Linked DNA regions of Zea mays: region 2 is linked to region 1. The links are chromatin contacts, called in public Hi-C maps. All regions are on one chromosome and are shown on one strand. Each heading gives the region's core, a stretch centred on a gene start, on an enhancer-like site or on the middle of the called end of the contact. The rest is flanking DNA. Distances are from core to core; before and after follow the strand shown. Region 1 holds the start of LOC103644324 (glutamic acid-rich protein). Region 2 holds the start of LOC100273803.

Region 1 (3,112 bases), core at 554-3,053:
TCAAATAGTTTTCTGCAGAAAAATAAAGAAGCTAATGGGTACAGACACAAGACAATCTTATACTGGGACTTGATCAACTTGGTGTTTGGGAAAGATCATGCAAATGGTGAAGCGGCAAAGACCCCAACTAATGGTGCGAGAGATATGAGTAAGGAAGAGGGAACCAGTAAAGATCTTACTTCATCAACAACCTCAGGAAGCTTGAAGAAGCAGCGGTCTAGTGATTCCTTCACCTCAATGATGGCAGAGAAATTAGACAAGTTCACTGAAGCTATTAGGGATGAAGCACCAAAAGGGCCAACATCAAAAGAAATTTTTAGCACATTGGAGGAGATAGATGGGTTAGATGAAGACACATTTTTAGACTTGTTTGATATCTTAACAGGTGATGCACGCAAGTATGAGTCCTTATTGGCACTTCCAGTGATCCTGAGGAAGAGATGGCTGTTGAAGCAACTTAAAAAGTGAACCGAGTTGTGGTTGGGTGAATTGAACTGTTGTTGGGTGTGTTGATGTTGCTGTCTTAGTTTATGTTGGGTGAATTGAACATCACATTGAGTGGCAAGTAATGTGTTCCAATGATATGTAGACATTTGAGACAAATCTGCATTATTACTACTATTCTCGTGATGCATGTTGCTTGATAAATTGTAGGGTGAAAACTTGTCTCTAATCTATTGCACATGTATATGACTCATCAAGGCACATGTGCACACAAGAAACATGTGTATTTTGTCATGTACAAGTTGATGTGGTTACTTCCCTCCAAATATGTAAATTCCATATATAGCTATCCAAACAGGATATTGAATTTGATTCATGGAAAACAATTCCATTAGCACCCAAACAAAAAATTGAACTGAACCAAATTCTAAGGAATTACTTTCTTTAGGAATCTAATATCTAGAATGTTATTCATGGAATGAGTTTCATTTCCAAGGAAACAAACATGCCATAAGAGGATTTAGTTCAATTTTATTTTAGCATAAATGACACATAGGAAGTCTTAAGAAATTTGTGTGGTTTTAGTGCCATGAACAATAGAGTTAGTTATGACATTCTGTATCATTCTTAGGCCCCGTTCCAAACCTCTTGAGCTAATTATTAGTCCGCTAATAAGTTATTAGCCGGGTTCATGCAGCTAACAACTAATAGCTATTTGTGAGGTATAACTAACAATTAGTTGGTCCATTAGCTAGCCATTTCTAAACCTCTAAGCGCGCCCGCAGAGTGGAGTGAAGAGCGCTGCCTCTAGCTCTGACTCGAGTGAATGCGTATTTCCTCTCCCAACATAATCGATTTGTTTTTTTTTTCCTTGCTGATCGAGTGAGATCAGGCCTTGAATTATTGCGAGATTTGCCTGGTACTCCTACTTTACTTCACGGTACACTAGTAGCAGTAACTACTTAACACTAGTGTACTGTTCGTCAGTTCCAATCCCGATCGACTCTCACTCACTCACAGAGGATGCACCTGAAGCGTGTCGCGTCACGCGCTTTTCACTGGGCATGCCCATGCCGTTTCGCGGTACGACCACCTCGTGATTTTTGCCGACCAGTTTCGAATTGGCAATTTTTTCTTCTTCCTTGTAAGAAAAAAGAAGAAAAAACAAATATAAAGCCATCGGTTCGAATTCCAACCCCCGGAAAAAAACAGGCCATAGGTTTTTGGGTCGGGCAGCCAAAGCCAAAGTCACGCAGGCAGACAGGCACAGACCAGACCAGACCAGCACAGCAGCTGGCTGCGTGGGTGGGCCCCACACCCAAGCCCCGTGCTATATAACCCCCACCCAGAGTGTCCTCTGCCCGGTTTCCTCCCCCGTTCCCCTCTCTCTCTCTCTCTCTCTCTCCACTCGCCTCCGCTCGCGGTGGAGTGCCCCAATCCTCCACCTCTTCTTCGCCCCCCCCGCCTCCTCTTTCTCCTCAACCCTACTCCGACGCGGCGCCACGAGACAACAGCGGGCGCGCGGAGCAAACGAGAACTAAAACGAGAGGGAGGTCGCGGCGCCCGATTCGGTCGCGCTCGCGCGGGGGCGCCCCGGATTGGATTGGATTGGATCCTTGGATCCCCCCGCGCGCGGAGGGGAATTCGGCGCCCAGATCCCCGCGATTCCGGCGCCGGCGCCGGGCATGAGAGGCCGTAGGGCATGCCTGTGGTGGTGGCCCCTGGCGCGGGACGAGTGAGCCGGCGGCGGGAGGACGAGGAACAGGACCTGTGGCTGAGGCTGAGGCCTGAGAGGAGCAGTCGTCAAGTAGGAGGAGGAGGAGGTCGGGGTGGGTGATCCGAGGCCCGAGGCGGCCGTGCCATGTCTCGCTGCTTCCCGTTTCCGCCACCACGATATGAGAAGACCGTGCGCCCCGACGCCCAGCTAGCCTCGCAGCAGCAGCAGCTTGACAAGGTGGAACAACACCCCCACCCCACCCCGCACCCTGCCTTACTGATCGATCGCCTCGTCGTCCACTCGTGCTAGGTGCTACTGACTATCTCATATAGGATAGGAATAGGATGGACTGACTTGGACGCATTAGGCCTGTACTTACATGCTATTATCCCCCCAAGTCTCAGCTTAGCTGGCATTCAATTGGGAGAAATAAGGAGCTAGACCAGGCTGGTTAGGGTTCCTGTCTGAGAAATTCTAGCAGCGTTTTAGCTCCCGTAGCTGAGATCGCGGGCGTTACAGGATCCATAAGGCGTTCTATGTCGCATCCTTTCCGGTTTGCCGGTTGGGGGGCAAACTAGAACTAGGAAAGTGTTAAGTCTTGCTGAATCAGTATTTACTCCTTTCCAGAGTTCGCGGAAGCCGGTCAGGGCCTCCGACTTTAATAGCAATAGGCGTTATAGTAGGACGCACAATGCGTTACTTTGGGGATCCTTTGTGTGGCTGGTTCAGTGATTGAGATAGATTTGGAAAGAGTTTGTTTTGCTGAATTGTTATTCAATACTTCACTAAGGCGTGTCCCTGTTTACATGAAATGCATATGTCACAAATTCCGAACATTTTTTGGGGTTATTCGTTAGGTTGATATTGCAGGTTAGATTTTAGTGCAATTATCATGGCAACAGAATTCGCTTTTGAAAGGCAGCTTAATATGATTACCAAGGCTAAAAAATT
Region 2 (3,035 bases), core at 439-2,938, 230 kb after region 1:
TTCAAATATCCTCTGAGGCCTACCTTTACCATTTTTTTGATAGGAATCTCTCTGATAAACGGAAATTCTCCTTTGTATCATTTTTAGCAGATCCTAAACTGTAAAATGCGAAATATTTTAGCAGATCCTAAATTGTAAAATGTGAAACAAATTCTTCCCTACTGATTCCCCCAAGCGCCAAACTATTTTTTAGCTTGCACATCACCATTCTGAAAAAGTAAGCTATAACTGAGATTACTAAGCCATACTGGTATTTGACTGAGATCACTAACTAAAGCAAACAGCACTAGAGTAATTACAAAGGTTTGGTTTGGAGGACAAACGTTACATTGAGAACTCACCTTATCTAGTATCTCCTTAATATTACTGACTGAGACAATTACCAAGAACTTGTAAGCGGACAGTTCATCCATACCAAGAACTTGTAAAAAACGACTATAGTTAAATTCCAACAGAACGAAACAATTACTGAAGATAAAGTTGTTGCTACAGCATGGTACCATCTTTCTTTTTTGCCTAGGGACTAGGGAGCAAGGAACAAGAGTCATCGAAATGCAATCTAGTGGGAGTTCTTATAGTATCCTAATAGACTATTCTAACCTCCTATTCTTGAACAGTTGACTCTCCAGGTAAACAAATGAGATGGCTGCTGACTACTGTACTACTAAACAGTGATTACTAAAAGCAGCAATCCTTGACGGTAAAGTAAGACCCTTGTAATCAAGATTTCAGACTAGGCAAGACCCCTGGGTCCAATACAAAATGTGGATCAGAGAGCCTGCGATTTCTGCCCTTCTGAGAATCGAGTTCTAGATTGGCAACTGAATCCAGAAACATTGGGTGCTAGATTTCTACTTTGTCTACCACCTACGCTACGCATTTGAGCAACGATCAGCCAACCACTACTGAGTCAAAGCATCCATACCACCAGTCCATTAATAATCTTCTAAAAAAACCCCACTTGTCAACGCTAAGCTACTGGCATTTTGCCGTGAGTGAGGAATAAGCAAAGAAGGGCGGAGTGGGATGCTCACCGATGAGGGATGCCTCGAGGAGGTGCGTCCTCCAGAGCACCTGGTCCATGGGGCTGACGGTGCCGAGCTTGAGCCCCCTGTTCTGGATCTTGAGGATGCTGGCGACGCTGGACATGAGGATGACGGAGAGCGTGCACGCCAGCGTCTTGACCGTGGCCGGGCCCTTGCCCGTCTTCACCTGGTCCACGCCGCGCATCGCAAGCTCCCGCAGCGGCCCGACCTTCACCATGAGGAGCAGCGCCACCGCGCCCTCCGCGAACAGCACGAGGAACAGCAGTTGAATCATACCGACCGGCCTCCGCCGCCGCCGCCGCCGCTCCCCCCTCCCCCAATCCGCTACGATTCTTCGACCGGACCTCGCTCCCGTCCTCTCTTCTTCGGCGCCCAGATTAAGAATGGAATGGCGGTATGGCACAGGAGCGGAGGTTTGCGGCGGCAGTAAAAAAAAAAAAACAGAAGTGAAGTGACCACCTTTCCTTGGCCTGCGAAAAGGTGAGCCGCCAGCAATCAGAAGGCCTTGCAGACCGAGAAGGAAAACGGGAAGCAACAAGCAACCGGGGAAACTCCCAGAGGAACGGCGAAAGGAGCAGCTCACCTTGCCGAAAACCAGGCGAGGAACTCGGAGCAACCAAAGACTCCGCGGAGTCCAGGCGAGGACTAGGGGATGCTGCTGAAAGAAGTCGGAGGAAAGGGGGGTCGAAAGGCGAAGCGTTAGACCAACTCCAGCAAGACTCCGTATCCGACTCCGCATCCCCATTTTGCGCGGTCTGAGGCACTGTTGCGCGCTCCAGCAGACTCCGCATCCCTCTCCGCAAAATGGACGCCGTGTCCCTGCGCTCCCCATTTCCACACTTTCTCTCTCCTCTCCGCAACTCTCTGCGTGCGCGCGCGCCTGCTGGCGGGGCCCAGGTGTCATAGACTGCATGCGGAGTGGGATGGGGAGTGTTGCTGGAAACGGAGCCGGATACGGAGAGGAGAGAGAATGTGTCGGCCGCGCGTTTTAGGGATACGGAGTCGCACACTGCTGGAGTTGGTGAGCAAAAGACGACGGCGAAAGGCGACGTGGAGAGAGAGATATATTAGGAGTGTGCCTTTTATGTTCTTTTGGATTAACAATGGCGCCTTGGCATGCAATGTGATCCCGAAAGTCTCCTCCGGCATGCTTTGCTTTCGAGGGATTTTAGTTAAAAAAAGTTACGAGCAATGCATTTGCATTTTTTTCATCTAAAAAAACTTGATTTAATTTATTTTGTTTTCTTTTAAAAAATGGGCGAATGGATGTAATTTAATTATATCCTTTTGGGTTTTGGCCCCGTTAACCCTGAGTTGAGAGCGCCGTCAGCATGACGGCACAGGGGTGAGTAAAGGCGACAGGCAGGTTCGAGCCATGCTGGACGGGAGTGAGCACTGCAGTGACCACCGTGCCAGAGGCCAGAGCAGATGAGGCCTGTGGCCTGTTGGGAAGACAGATCAATTTGCCAACCACTGTCTGATGTAGATTTTTATTTTATCCCACTGTGCCAGCATCAAGGAGCAGGAGCTCCTAGACTTGGAAGCTGGGAGGACGAGGGCACAAACATCTCCCCTCAGGACTGGGCCCGAAGACGAAAGACGTGCCAAACAGAGACACAGGCTATAGCCGGCGACGCTCCTGTCCTGTCATCACCAGTGACACACAGGCTATAGCCGCTCCAGCTCCAACTCCAATCATGGCCGCAATTGCAAAAACAACACTTATTTGGTTCGTAGAGTCACTCATGCTTTATAATATGATGCATCATAATTTCATCTATAAATTTCCATAGGATCAACTCATTCATTACTTATATACTAATTATTAGCTTACGAGGAATGAAATGGTGATGAATCAACTCGTACTATTCTAAAAACCAAATATAAAAATAAGAAGTAAGAGAGAAATGTACCACCTCATTCATCAAACCAAACACGTCCTTGTTTCACAAACTGACAGGGTGTCATGTCGTTGAAGACTGGATGAAC

What was found. Hi-C and Micro-C count contacts between places; a contact is called where the count stands out from the background.
Region 2: a Hi-C map of tassel shows a contact between it and region 1, with 5 times the contacts expected there. The contact joins the promoter of LOC100273803 here to the promoter of LOC103644324 in region 1. A contact is called at or near these places in 2 of 25 Hi-C or Micro-C datasets (ear and tassel).

What each region holds. Positions count from the first base shown.
Region 1 is chr1:304,858,866-304,861,977 of Zm-B73-REFERENCE-NAM-5.0, forward strand. It overlaps LOC103644324 (glutamic acid-rich protein), which reads left to right and starts at 1,804. Exons shown (of 3, transcript XM_008667533.4): 1 at 1,804-2,398. The coding sequence starts at 2,306.
Region 2 is chr1:305,087,230-305,090,264 of Zm-B73-REFERENCE-NAM-5.0, forward strand. It overlaps LOC100273803, which reads right to left and starts at 1,689. Exons shown (of 3, transcript NM_001148205.2): 1 at 1,630-1,689; 2 at 1,035-1,516. The coding sequence starts at 1,320. LOC100383630 reads right to left here. Exons shown (of 12, transcript NM_001366826.1): 12 at 2,972-3,035.